2 separate regions of the Anser cygnoides genome follow, and region 2 is linked to region 1. Evidence: chromatin contacts called from public Hi-C data. All regions are on one chromosome and are shown on one strand. Each heading gives the region's core, a stretch centred on a gene start, on an enhancer-like site or on the middle of the called end of the contact. The rest is flanking DNA. Distances are from core to core; before and after follow the strand shown.

What was found. A called contact is a pair of places that touch in the nucleus more often than the background predicts.
Region 2: a contact with region 1 is called in a Hi-C map of liver, with 1.7 times the contacts expected there. The contact joins the promoter of MTMR9 here to the promoter of DEFB125 in region 1. A contact is called at or near these places in 2 of 7 Hi-C or Micro-C datasets (both in liver).

The regions. Positions count from the first base shown.
Region 1 is chr3:119,489,360-119,492,059 of Taihu_goose_T2T_genome, forward strand. DEFB125 (defensin beta 125) reads left to right here and starts at 1,272. Exons shown (of 2, transcript XM_048079423.2): 1 at 1,272-1,518. The coding sequence starts at 1,458.
Region 2 is chr3:119,775,323-119,778,119 of Taihu_goose_T2T_genome, forward strand. MTMR9 (myotubularin related protein 9) reads right to left here and starts at 1,396. Exons shown (of 10, transcript XM_013184398.3): 1 at 1,057-1,396. The coding sequence starts at 1,241.

The sequences.
Region 1 (2,700 bases), core at 22-2,521:
AAAAAAAAAACAAACAAAAACACATCTGTTGGCAGGTTTGGGAGTGAGGAAGAGCTGGAGAGGCTCAACAGAGGCTGAGTCCAGCAAGGCGCAAGGACCACGCAGGAGGGAGCAAGCCCAGCTGCCGTCAGAGCCATTGCCTGGGGGACAGAGACTTCCTGCCCCCAATTTCTGGGGGAAATCTGCTTTTTTTGGTATCGGCCGGGTTTGGCTCCTTTTCCCAAAGCATGCTCACCGCAGCTGCAAGCACCAGGCAGTGCCACCAGACGTGCAAAGCTCCCCAAGATTTCCAGGGCCCCTTTCTCTTTTCCCAAATCTTGCTCCAGGTTGCACATGTTGTTTAAACATTTGGTGTCCCATGACCCAAAGTCCAGCTGGCAAAGGGCTCCCTACTGAACTGTTTGATGAAGGTGATCCTTGTTCCCCTCAAGCAGCCTGAGTTTTACAGTTTTCACCCAACCTGCAAATAAAAGGCCATCGAAGTGACTTGCAGAGGGAAAACGGAGGAGTTAGTGATGCCCTCTGCTGCTTCACTGCTGTAAAAAGAATCCTTTGTGAGGTTTCTATTTCTTCTTCCACTTTTTTTTTTTCTTTTTCTTTTCTGTTTATGGGAGATTTCTGCTTTCTATTTGCTTTGTGTTGTTTGCTGAAGTTGAAATTCAGGTCCCATGTCTACTAATTTCCTGGAACTGACCCGGAGAACTAAAACAAACCAAGGGTGATCTGTGATATACAGGCTTTTCCTAAAGCTCCTGCTCCTGCTAATTGCAGAGACATGCTCCGGCTTTCCTATTCAATAAATCCATAAAGGAATATGTGGAATTGCTATTTTTCTTGACAGCTGTAAACAAAAGCTTTGCCAGTGATCACTTTGCAGCCCAGAACTTGGGAAATGCAAACAGACCTTTGATTTTTAAGGATCCCCTGCTTTTCAAGCTAACCTTGCGCTGTCAGGGAGTGCTGGGGAGGGGACTCTGGATTTTTTCAAGCTCGATTTGGTCAGTGCTAAGGGCAGAGACTGGGAGCTGGAAATTAAATAAATAAATAAACAAATAAAAAGGCACAAAACTTTGATCCTGCAAATGCTTGGACGGGTTTTCAACATCTCATGCTCGAGCCTACAAACACGAGAAGAGCCAGACTCAGTCAGCCCCAACATCCTGGCTCCAGCAGCAACCAGAAGCAGCCTCCCCAGTGCTCGGTGCAGTTTGTTGACAAAACCCTGTTGTTTTTTTCCTTCTTCTTCCCCCCCCGTAAAATGATATGTCCAGGACTGGGCACATCCCAGTGCAACTGTTTGCTGTCGTGTTGAAATGCACATGAGATTAACAAAGTTCCCTCCCGTCCAGCAGCATTACACAACCCCCCCAGCCCTATAAATCCCGGATTTTCCCTCTTCTCTATCTCTTTACGGCCCTTCACTCCTCCCCACGGGAAACACCCACCCACGCTCAGCCATGCGGATCCTCCAGCTGCTCTTTGCAATCATTGTCATTCTCCTCCTCCAGGATGTTCCCGGTAAGGACAAAATATTTGCAGGGGTTTCTGCAGGACTGAGAGAAGAGGAAAGGCAGCTCCCTACCCCCAGGTAGAAAAGGACATGACAGAGCCCTCAAGTCTAGCCAAGTCAAGGCTGACCTGAGTCTTGCTTCCCAGGAACAAATTTTGTCTGAAATTATCTCCACAAAGTTCCTGGATGCAGGTGTCCCAAATTCATGGGCTTTATGTCTTCTCCTCTCCATCCTCTCACATCCCTCGCCGAAATGCTGAGCCGAAGCCAGGAGCTTGAGCTCTGCTCCTGACCAGGGCACAAGCCTGATCCCCTACAAAACAAGGAGAACCCCGTGAAATCAAAAGGCATCTTTCTGGGGAAGGGAAGTGGGGGGAAAACCTAAAATTCTTTTTTGTTTGTTTGTTTGTTTTTTTTTTTTGCCTCTTTTCTTATGGGATTCTGTTTGAATAGAGAAGCTTTGGCCGGGCTTTTTGAGCTTTTTGATTGGTTTCTTGTGTATCTGTGTTAGGACTTCAGGTCTCACTCTGCTCTAAGGTCACTATGGTATCACTAGGACTATAATGGTGTAGCTGCTGTGGAAATTAAAAGGAGTGTGGCCAGCGTGCATTAAAAGGAGCATGGCCAGCAGGTCAAGGGAGGTGATCCTCCCCCTCTACTCTGCCCTGGTCAGGCCTCACCTGGAGTACTGTGTCCAGTTCTGGGCTCCCCGGTACAAAAAAGACAGGGATCTCCTGGAAAGAGTCCAGCGGAGGGCCACAAAGATGATACGGGGCCTGGAGCATCTTCCCTATGAGGAAAGGCTGCGAGACCTGGGTCTGTTCAGCCTGGAGAAAACAAGACTGAGAGGGAATCTCATCAATGTGTAAAAACACCTGAGGTGTGGGAGACAGAGGGATTTGGCCGACCTCTTTTCAATGGTTTGTGGGGACAGGACAAGGGGTAATGGCCACAAGATGGAGCACATGAAGTTCCGCACCAACATGCAAAAAAACCTCTTCACGGTGAGGGTGACAGAGCCCTGGGACAGGCTGCCCAGGGAGGTTGTGGAGTCTCCTTCTCTGGAGATATTCAAGGCCTGTCTGGACGCCTGCCTGGGCAGCCTGCTCTAAGGAACCTGCTTTGGCAGGGGGGATGGACCTGATGATCTTTCGAGGTCCCTTCCAACCCCTTCAATTCTGTGATTCTGT
Region 2 (2,797 bases), core at 146-2,645, 290 kb after region 1:
ACTTACATTATAAGCTAAAAGAAAAAAGAAGCTTCCCTATAATAATTTTTTAAACTGGAGCCACGGCTGGTTTAGTACAAGCAGCAATGAGGATGTGGCCAAAGCACCCCGATGACTGAGCAGTACCAGATGGGAGCCGATCTCCTTAGGTTTCACCCTGCTCCTGTCCGCACTCAGGCCACAAAGCAACATTTCTCCAACCCTTAGAGAAATCAGAATCACAGGAACCAACTTCATCCATGACCAACAGTTTACCCACTCTGAGGAAGCCTCATATCTGTAACTGCTGCTGCTTCATCTTTCCTGCCTTGTTGTCAGAGAGGAAATGTATCTTCTGGATCGCTTTATGAGGAGAGAAGTTGAGTTTTTAATTAAAAAAAAAAAATATATATTATGAACAAACTGCAAAAAGGACCGTGCAGCAGACAATGACCAGATGAGAGGGGACTGGCACTCAACAGCTTGAGGGAAGCACGGTGGGGCAGCAGAACACATAAAACTGACAGAAACTATGTTAGGATTTGTCTCTGAAGTTCCTGTAACAAGAGAGGATGCGCAAGACTAAAACGCTATTGGCGTGCTGTAACTAAAATTCAGTTTTACCACACCAGTCCAGTAACAAGCATGATGCGAAGGGCGTTATTGATTTGTGCAACCTGCTGGAGGAGTATGGGGATGACACTGCCTAGCAGCTGCACAGTGATGTGGGGCTGAGATAATCCAGATCCTACTTCTGCCACCAGGTTTGCACAGCAGATCCCTTTGGCAGGACCTCACCTTCCACCTCTGGTGAGCCGTTTTTTCAGAATCACGGAATCGTTAAGGTTGGAAAAGCCCTCCAAGATCACCCGGTCCAACCGCCCCCCTACCACCAATGTCACCCACTAAACCATGTCCCCAAGCACCACGTCCAACCTCTCCTTGAACACCCCCAGGGACGGCGACGCCACCACCTCCCTGGGCAACCCGTCCCAACGCCTGGCTGCTCTTCCTGACCAGAAATATCTCCTCGTTTCCCACCTAAACCTCCACCAACGACAGAAACTCGCCCCTCACCTCTTCTCCACGCAGTCGATGTTGGCGTGCAGCAGCCACAGCTCCTCGCCGCGCTCCCTGCGCCGTGACGAGAAGATGAGGTGGTGCCCGGTGAGGCACAGGGTGCCGCGCACCGCCGGGCACCGGGGGCCGTGCAGCACCGCGTTGTCCGCCCGAGGCGTCTTGATCAGCTCCGCGAACTCCATCGCGACCGGGAAGAAGGGAACCGGGAGGGGGAAACCGGGGGGGAGGCGGGGCTCAACGGCCCCGACCCGTTACCGGCCACGAGCCCCCGAGCCCCGAGCCCGCCGACATGGCCGGGCCCCGGAGGAGCCGCGGCGGAAGCGTGTGGGGGACGCAAAATGGCGGACGCTGCCCGGGCGGGGAAGGGAGGGGAGGGTTCGGCGCGCAATGGTGGTTGCTGAGGAAGGTTCCGCGGCATGAATTGTCCGCCCGGGGTGTGTGGGGGATTTGGGGTTGTCCCACGGCCACGTTTTGGGACTTCGTTTGGTTATGTTAAATCCTTACCCGCTGTTCTGTTATCCTCTGTTAGCCCGTGTTAAAAGGCTGCACCCCTGCAGGAAGCGGGGCTCCTGCTTTCCTGGCTCTGCCCCTGCACCATAGGGGAAAAGACAACAGGGGAAAAAACAGTAGGGGAAAAGTCAACAGGGGAGATGCAAACACGCTTTGTGCAAAGCCCTGACACTGCTCCTCACCTGGGTGAAACCCCACGACAGCCACCACTGCTGTTCCTGGCTTTCTCCTCAGCACCCCCTTGACAACTTTGGGCAGTGCCCACTTTTCCCTTCCAAACCCAAGTCCCAGCCTGTGTGGTGGTCTGAGGTTTTCTGGTGCCTGTGCCCCCTGTACGTCACCCTGTGCTTCAATCCAAAACTTTCCTGGTGTCAAAGGGGTCATCCGTGGGCTGTAGGTGCTCCTTCATGCCGTGACATGCGTCCCATCACACTGCAAACATGCGAGAGCTGGTGATAAGGGTGCAGAGAGGCATTTGTGCACTTTTCCCGTGGTTACTGTTGTGAATTAAATCGCTGTTAGCAAAGTTTGAGACAGCAAACACAGCCAAAGGTTGTCCACACACAGCAGCCAGACTAAGCCTGAGGAACAGACAACACGTATTGGCATGGGGCTCACTGGCAGCAGGGTTTCACTAAAATGAGGAAATTAGCAAGATTCAAAACCGATTTTGAGGTGGGTAGTGCTGAAATCTAGCATTTACCCTGAGTGCTTCTGAGACTGAGAAGGGTTCCCAAGCAAAGGGCTTGGAGGAGTGGGGTGCTGGCACTGGCGCAGAACCCCAGATCTCGGTCACCTCAAGAAACTCAGTCCCCAATCTGCTTCATCTCTGGAAAAGAACAAAGCATGAAAATCATGCCAGATGTGTCCAGGGCTCCCTTTGGAGGAGGCAAATAGCCGCTCCGTACCATCCTGCTTGTGATTACCTCGCTGGTACAAGTTTGAGAGTGTTCAGTCCCTGCACGATGGAAACGGCCTGGAACTATCAGTGCAGATGCAAGCAGGCAGCTTTGGATAACGGCCTGTTCTAGCCAATTGCACAGGAGAAAGATTGTGCAGGTATTTAGGTACAGTGACCTGAAATTTTATACTCACCTCTGGCAGCAAGTTCACTCTCTGTTTGTCCAGGTTCTTCCTTGCGTGTCTTATTAATGCTGGCAGTTTAAGTGATTTCTTTATCTGAGAATGATTTGGAAAGCTGCTTAATGGCATTTTCTTTTCATAAACA